Linked DNA regions of Zea mays: region 1 is linked to region 2. A link is a contact called in public Hi-C data. All regions are on one chromosome and are shown on one strand. Each heading gives the region's core, a stretch centred on a gene start, on an enhancer-like site or on the middle of the called end of the contact. The rest is flanking DNA. Distances are from core to core; before and after follow the strand shown. Region 1 overlaps LOC109945085. Region 2 holds the start of LOC103650493 (patatin-like protein 3).

Region 1 (4,012 bases), core at 809-3,308, 170 kb before region 2:
AGTGTAATGCCTCGCCTGGTCCAATAGTCAAGGGTGATAAGTTTGGGGAATATCAGTGTCCCAAGAATCAGTATGAGAAAAACAAGATGAAGTCAGTACCATATGCTTCAGCTATCGGAAGCATTATGTATGCTCAAGAATGTACTTGTCCTGACTTAGCTTTTACCACCGGGATGCTTGGACACTATCAGAAAAATCCAGGCATAGATCACTGAAAAGCAATCAAGAAGGCTCTAAGGTACCTTCTAGGTACTAAAGGTTTCATGCTTACGTACAGAAGATTTAGTCCCCTACAAATAATTGGCTATGCAGATGCCGACTGGGAAGGGTGTAGAGATACACTGAAGTCCACTTCACGGTATATATTTATGCTCTCTGGGGAGCTATTTCTTGGAAGAGTTGGAAACAGTCAGCGAGAGCATTGTCGACAATGCACGCTGAGTTTGTAGCTACATATGAGGCAACTGGACAGGCGATATGGATAAAGAAATTCGTACCCGGATTAAGAGTGGTTGATAGCATAGAGCGACAACTGAGAATTTACTGCGACAATGAGCCAGCGGTATTTTTCTCCCATAACAATAAGTCAAGTGGTTCTTCCAAGTATATTGACATTAAGTATTATATTGTTAAGGAAAATATTCTGGATCACACAATTGAAGTTGAGCATATAAGAACCTATCAGATGCTTGTGGATCTGCTCACAAAAGGTCTTCCACCTAGCTTGTTTAGTAAGCACGCAGCTGACATGCGATTAAGGGAGTACCTATGATCCTGAATCACAGGGGTTACAGATTGTAACCTAGTAAAGTTTTTTCGTTCTAAAGCAGGGGAGCATGATGTAGTCAATGCGTGCGGCAATACTTAATAGATCATTGTCACGCATTGGTCTCTATGTGTAAACTTGTCAAATAATAGAATTCATAAATTTTTGAGTGAGAGGTATGTAGAGAACAAAGGGGAGATTGTTAGGATGTGTCCTCTACACTAGTCGGTTAACAGTAACCGAGGTAGGGTTAATCCTAACCGTCAAACGTGACCCTGATCGGGGGTGCTATCCTAACTTTTGGTTGCAGCCCCAGTCACACGACGCCATATAAATAGATTAAGGGGGCCGACGGGTTTAGCCAACGTTAATCGCTCGACCACAAAACCGTAATCGACATAATGAGAGGAACCGATCCCCTAGACGCTCGAAGTGACTGGAAGAGCTGTGACTATGTCTCAGATCCCCATCATCCCATCGGGAAGGAGGAGGAGGCGGTACTTTGGTTCAAGACGCCGCCACGATGATGGCTAGGAATAACAATGAATGTTTGTGTACCAATATCCCTCAGTAAAATAGATCTACTCATCATCGAGGTATTGTAGATATGGATTGGTACTCTAGACGCTTAGAAATCGATCCTATAGGCACCATAGAATCTAACATGGTCAGATCTGACACTAAAACGGTTTGCGTGTACACTATTCGATCCCGTGTTCCTGAAAGAAAGAAAGAAAGAAACATTAAACTTCTGACGACACGATGCTGTTCAGTAATCTCTCGAGAATGGACAGGCTGCCTTAAAGAAATACTGCAGTTGGAATACGCAAAAGATCTCAATAATGGCTTCTTGCGCATGCTTGCACGTAGTTTTCAACGCACAGCACCAGCTACTGCATACCGCGAATACCATTTGGCTGCACTGCTGCAGCCTGCAGATGCGTAAACAACGCTAGCTACTTCCTACACTACACAACATAAATGGTAACAATAATGATTCTCACTCGATTAACAAGTTTAAATAGGACCCTAAAGTTATAATATGGTGCAATCTCAGTTACACTAAAAACTAATATTGTCCTATTTAAACTTATTAATCGAGTGAGAATCATTATTGTTACCATTTATGTTGTCATTTATGTTGTGTAGTGTAGGAAGTAGCTAGCGTTGTGTACGCATCTGCAGGCTGCAGCAGTGCAGTCAAATGGTATTCGCGGTATGCAGTAGCTGGTGCTGTGCGTGGCTGCCGTTGTACAGCTCGTGGCACGTTGTTGTATATGCAACAATAATGCACTCACTTTTTTTCTTATATGAGAGAACGACAAAACAATGCATGCACGCACTCAGTATTATTGTATTATTGTATAATACACGCCGTCAAGTGTCACTGTCTCGTGCTCCTCCGTTCCTCCAACTGCTCGATCGACTGGATATATATGATATCATCGCGTCGATCAGAACACACACGCATGCATGCCAACTGGATTATTTCGATCATTATTGGCCAGAGAGCAAATACGACATGCATGCGGACGTTGTTGCTAGCTGTCGTCTCGTTTGTAGCTGCGTTGCACGCCAACATGTGTTTGCAGCACTGCGCGGGGTCGATCTGCACCATGATATGCATGCATTCACGCCGCACACACACATGTACTCACGCACCCATGTCTTGGTCGATCGCTAAAATTAATGAAAGCAAAACTTGATCAGATGTCAGCGAAGTCACTCAGGTAGAGCTGTAGTAGGGCACGTAGCGTACAAGATTAAAGTCCGAAACCGCCGCATTCGTGACGACATTGTCCTCATTCCGGCTTGTTTGGCTCGTTGTCACGGCGCTTGACCACATTCTCTCTCTCTCTCTCTCTCCCTCTCTCTCTCTCCCTCTCTCTCTCTCTCTCTCTCTCTAGCTCCCTCTCCCTCTCTCTCTCACACACACACATTTAAATGGAAAAAAGCACATGCGCGTAATTGTTCACATTTTTTTCTTTTTTACATGCCACATTTGGTTTATACTAAGGTAAACATTATATATTACCACTATGTTTGACCATACATTTAAAAAATCTTACCATTTCAGAACATATGAATTATATACCACAAAAAAATTTCTCATGGTAAATTCAAAAACATAAATCTCACGGCACAAATGTGTGTGTCTATATATATATATAACACATTGACTGGACTAGGCTTACTATATATATATCAATGGTCAAGGATATAAAGGTTTAACTACTTGGGCTAACACTCATTAGTTTTATAATAAATTCTGAGTAAATCTTAAAGGTCCACTCATCTTGTGGCATGATGGGAAGTTTAATACCAGATGAAGACAGCGCCCACTTAAATAGCTTGCTTCTTGCAACAAATTGAATAGAGACATGAGAAAATAAACTATACGTGAATACCCATGTTGTTTTGGTATCTATTTTATGTCAATTTCTAGTTTAATTTTTTGTCTCTATTTTTTGCGAGTCTCTACTATATAAAACATTCGTTTTCATAGTTTTTACCGTCATCGTCATCCCCACATTTAAATGCTAAAAAGCTAAAATTATGCATAAATTCTACTTTAATTTTGCCTATATATTGCATGTTAAGTTCGGAACCGAACCAATCAGACCTTAGATACCTAGGTGAGTCGTTTTTTTCCTTTTTGCGTGAGTTTATCTTGAAGCCACTCGACTATAAATTAGGAGGACACCCACTGCACCTCCTAAACAAAAGAGAAATAACTATCTACAACATTTTGGCAAGAAAACTATATGTTTCTCGGTGTTGATCAACCTTAGGCTCCCTCCTTTCTAACACCAGCGTGATGACGGTGCAGGGGAAGAGACAAATAGTATCTCTAAAATCATGCTTTGCTGAAGAAATTGTATCAGTTGGAGCAAATCAGTTTTTTAAGCTAGCGATCACACGACTGCTCGCTCAATTGATCTGCATTGTAATGTTATATGGTATTTATTAAGCCTTCGTTCTTGATCTCATCATTGGTTATGTTAGAGTGATCCTCATAGTAAGGAAATGATGAGTTTTCCTCTAGAATTTGATATAAATTTTGTCGTAAACATATATTTCAGGTGAACCTATAGATATACAAACTTTCAATAATTTGTTGGGACCTAACACGTGGTCTCTAGCACTCGGGAGTAGGTGAGACGTAATGCACGACAAAACGGATGTCTCAGGGCTCAAATGTCTTGTCAAGTGTGTCCCATCCGCAGATGGAACGAGGGTATTTAT
Region 2 (3,805 bases), core at 1,138-3,637:
GTACTTATGATACTCAGACTCCATGCCGCTGTGCATGCTGTCCCAACTGACTTAAAATAAGCACGATTAGAGAGCTCAGACGACGAGTGAGAATACTAACGGACGGGCCTTTACCAAGGGTAAAATGACTCGTTTTACCACAATGCAGAGACCCCTTCCGAGGAAAGCCACTTGTAACTGGCCCCTCCTTAGTCTATAAAAGGAGAGGGTTGGCCTACACCGGAGGGGACAAAAGACACAGCAACAACACTCGACGACTTAGCCAGGTATGTAGTAAGCATCCGATACATAGATCTTGAGAGCCAACATCGTATAGAAACTTGGGATCCTTCCCTCTGCCATCGCTTGTAACCACTACTACGAGCAATCAACAACATGGTGTTGGCAGCGCGAGCCACCAAAGACCGAAAGTAGAGACATTATGTCCAAACCATTATAAATCTTACATGCGTCCAATAAACACACCATCCAGATCCAAAACACATATACACAAATTTACTCGTTGGTGTTGGTTCAAAACACCGACACCATGGTTTTCACGCATCAACCCCGGCCCGGGCCCAAGCCCACCGGCAGAACAATTCAACAATTAGTTGGGTTAATTGTTTGTTTGTTTGCACTATCTAATCCAAAAGGAGCAGCTTAATTAAATGCTTAACGCCAGTGAGTGCTCGGAGCAGTTGATTTAATTTGTACCACGAATGCCAAGAAGAAAGCCTTTAATGCTACAGGAAATATATGTTGATTACTTGTACCACAAATGCCAAGCAGGTTAGTTACAAAAACGCTTTTGTTTTGAGCGAGCTCTTCCCAGAGACCACAACGGCAGGCAAGAGATCTAGCTTGAGGTTGGCCGTGGACCCTGCAGCGTCACTAGCTAGGCTAGCACCTTCTTCGCACGGCCGTGATCGTTTTTGTTTGTTTGTTCCATCGGGTCGCTCGCTCATGGCTGTCTTAGCAGCTAGCCTGTCACCTCGTCTTGGCACGACGGACGCAGTACAGTTTGAGGTCTGAACCGATTGCCCCGGTCCTTAGGGTCGTCGATTCGTCGTCCTTAATTGCATGGATGCCACGTTTTGTTTCAAAATTTCAATTCCGTGATAGGCAAAGTTTTTTTAAATGCGGTAGGTAATTTTCACTGTTTTGTTTAGAAACATCGTTGGAACGACAAGGTTCCTTTGAATGGAGCGCGGGGTTGAAATCCTAGGACTGCTTGGTTGGTGGAATAATATATGTGGTCTATCATCATATTATTGTTTTCGTTTGGTTTATAGAGTATATTGAGTCATGTAGTTCATCATAAACAGAACTATTCTACTATATCCGATGAAAAAAATATATAGTACACCACTTCATCTAAAAATAATCACTTTTATCTAAAATAAATTGATTCCTCAATCTAAACTCACGCTTTGAACTAGTTTGAAATATCAAATCCTTCCAAAATCTCCATTTTCTTCGGGATGAGCCATGAATTGTTATTTAAATAAGATATTTAGTTGTCTATGAAACCTTCCTCAGGTTGGACTGCTATTGCTTCCGAACTATTTGTTTACTCTATTGATTATATAAACCAGTTTACCTAAGTTAAAGGTTAAAGGATAAACAAACGATACAGGTTATTAGGTAGATTATATAGGGTCTGTTTGGTTCAGCTTTTTTCTGACCAGCTTTTCTGAAAATCTGGCTGTGAGAAGAATCTGGCTGTGGGGAGAATCTGAATATTATTACGATTATGTGTGGAGGAAGATAAAGTTGTTCATAGGGCTCAGGATTTAGAAAGTGACGGATTCCTACTATTACAACGACTCAACCGATTATATGTTTATGTTTATTTTGGATGGTTTTTGCTCCAACGAATTTTATAGAAGCTGGCTGAAAAGCTGAGCGTTTGGCAGTCCGCAGCAGCTTTTGATGGCAAGAAGCTGCCAGAAGCCGAAACAAACAGGGCCATAATCTATAAACAAATCATTATATAATCTGTATTATATAACTCTGGAAGTAAATGAACATGACCTAACTTTCAGATGCGTTATTTTCTCGGTGCCGAAAACGGAGCACCGTACGCTTCAGAGTACACAATGGCATGCTGACGCAGCCCGGATATGTGCAGGAATGGATTCTGACACACCGGGCCTACGTAAGTAGAACTGCGCGGCCCCACCGCACCGGCATCCCGTCGGTCACGCCGCCACACGTGCGCTCCACCGCTACAACACTGACACGATGGGCCCGCCGCTTACGGTCCACATGCCAGTCAGCGAACTAGACAACCCGTCCACGTGCCAGGCTGCCAGCTAATGGCGAGTGCGACACGCCGCTGTGCGGGCCGTCGGCGGGCGGTCTCCTCGGCCCGTCAGCCGATGCGCCGCTCTCCACTCCACGTGTGCGCGTGTCTACGCCAACCTCTACGGGACACGGTTTCAGTGAAACCCGCCTCTTTCTCGTGGCGGCGTGGCGCAGCGCAGCTGAGAGTAGAGACGCAACGCTTGACTGGTGGCTGCAGTGCGGCCATCTATAAGCAGGCCGCGAGCGCGCGCTGAGCAGTCGAGCCATCACCACCTCAACCGACGGCTCGCCGCTCTCCTACTCCTCCCAACCCTCCCGTCCCACCACCTCCCATCACCCGCCAGCTGCAGCAGCTATGGCGTCGCCTCCGCCCGACGTGGACCTGGGCAAGCTCAGCTACGAGATCTTCTCGCTGCTGGAGAGCAAGTTCCTCTTCGGCGCCGGCTCCGTGCCGGGCACGCCGGGGCGGCCGGGCCCCGGCGAGGACAGGGACAGGGGCAGGGTGCGGGTGCTGGCGATCGACGGGTGCGGGCCGGGCCCCGGCGACGCGCTGCTGGCGGCGGCCGCGCTGGCGAGGCTGGAGGCCGCGCTGCGGGCGCGCGCGGGGGACCCCGACGCGCGCGTCGCCGACTTCTTCGACGCCGCGGCCGGGGCCGGCGCCGGGGGCGTGCTGGCCGCGATGCTGCTGCTGCGGGGCGACGACGGGAGGGCGCGGTACACGGCGGCCGACGCGCTGGCGTTCGTGGCGTCCAGCCTCGGGAGGCACGGCGGGTGGGGCGGCGGCGTCGGCGGCGGGCTCCGGAGCAGGTGGGCCGCGCTGTTCCGGCGCGGGGAGAGGCCGTCGCCGCTGCGGCGCGTGTTCGGGGACGCCACGCTCAGGGACACCGTGGCGCCGCTGCTGGTCCCCTGCTACGACCTGGCCACGGCGGCGCCCTTCCTCTTCTCCCGCGCCGACGCCGTGGAGAGCGACAGCTTCGACTTCCGGCTCCGTGACGTGTGCGCCGCCACCTGCGCCGGTGGTGGTGCCGCGGCGGCCGTGCGGTCGGTGGACGGGCGCACGGCCATCGCCGCCGCGTCCGGCGGCGTCGCCGCCATGGGCAACCCCACCGCGGCCGCCATCACGCACGTGCTCCACAACAAGCACGAGTTCCCGCTCGCCGCCGGCGTCGACGACCTCCTCGTCGTCTCCATCGGCTCGGGATGCTCCGCCGGCGCCGCACCTTCCGCCGGCTGGCGCACGCCCATCCCGCCGCGCTCGCCGTCGCCCGCCGAGATGGTACGCCTCACCGCCGAGGGCGTCGCCGACATGGTAAGAACCAACCCCCGCTCCGGCGCTCCGCCTCCCCTGATTGATTCGTCAGTACACCACACACGGCTGCCGTCGAAATTTATCTTGGTTTTGATCTCATACTCGTGGTAATAAAAAGCACTGACCGGCGCCCCGGCCTTGTGCAGGTCGACCAAGCGGTGGCCATGGCGTTCGGGCACACGTGCGGGCGCAACTACGTTCGCATCC

The links. Hi-C and Micro-C count contacts between places; a contact is called where the count stands out from the background.
Region 1: a contact with region 2 is called in a Hi-C map of endosperm, with 2.3 times the contacts expected there. The contact joins the enhancer-like site here to the promoter of LOC103650493 in region 2. A contact is called at or near these places in 2 of 25 Hi-C or Micro-C datasets (endosperm and leaf).

Annotation. Positions count from the first base shown.
Region 1 is chr3:124,059,882-124,063,893 of Zm-B73-REFERENCE-NAM-5.0, reverse strand. All of the region lies in intron 6 of LOC109945085, which reads right to left. Among protein-coding and RNA genes, the nearest start is that of LOC109945085, 54 kb to the right of the region's middle. Within about 2 kb of position 2,058, at least 6 of the 20 cell types and tissues checked have an H3K27ac peak or open chromatin away from gene starts, as enhancers often do. A contact at or near this core is called in endosperm and leaf, where this site is marked.
Region 2 is chr3:123,890,959-123,894,763 of Zm-B73-REFERENCE-NAM-5.0, reverse strand. LOC103650493 (patatin-like protein 3) reads left to right here and starts at 2,387. Exons shown (of 3, transcript XM_008676080.4): 1 at 2,387-3,598; 2 at 3,745-3,805. The coding sequence starts at 2,645.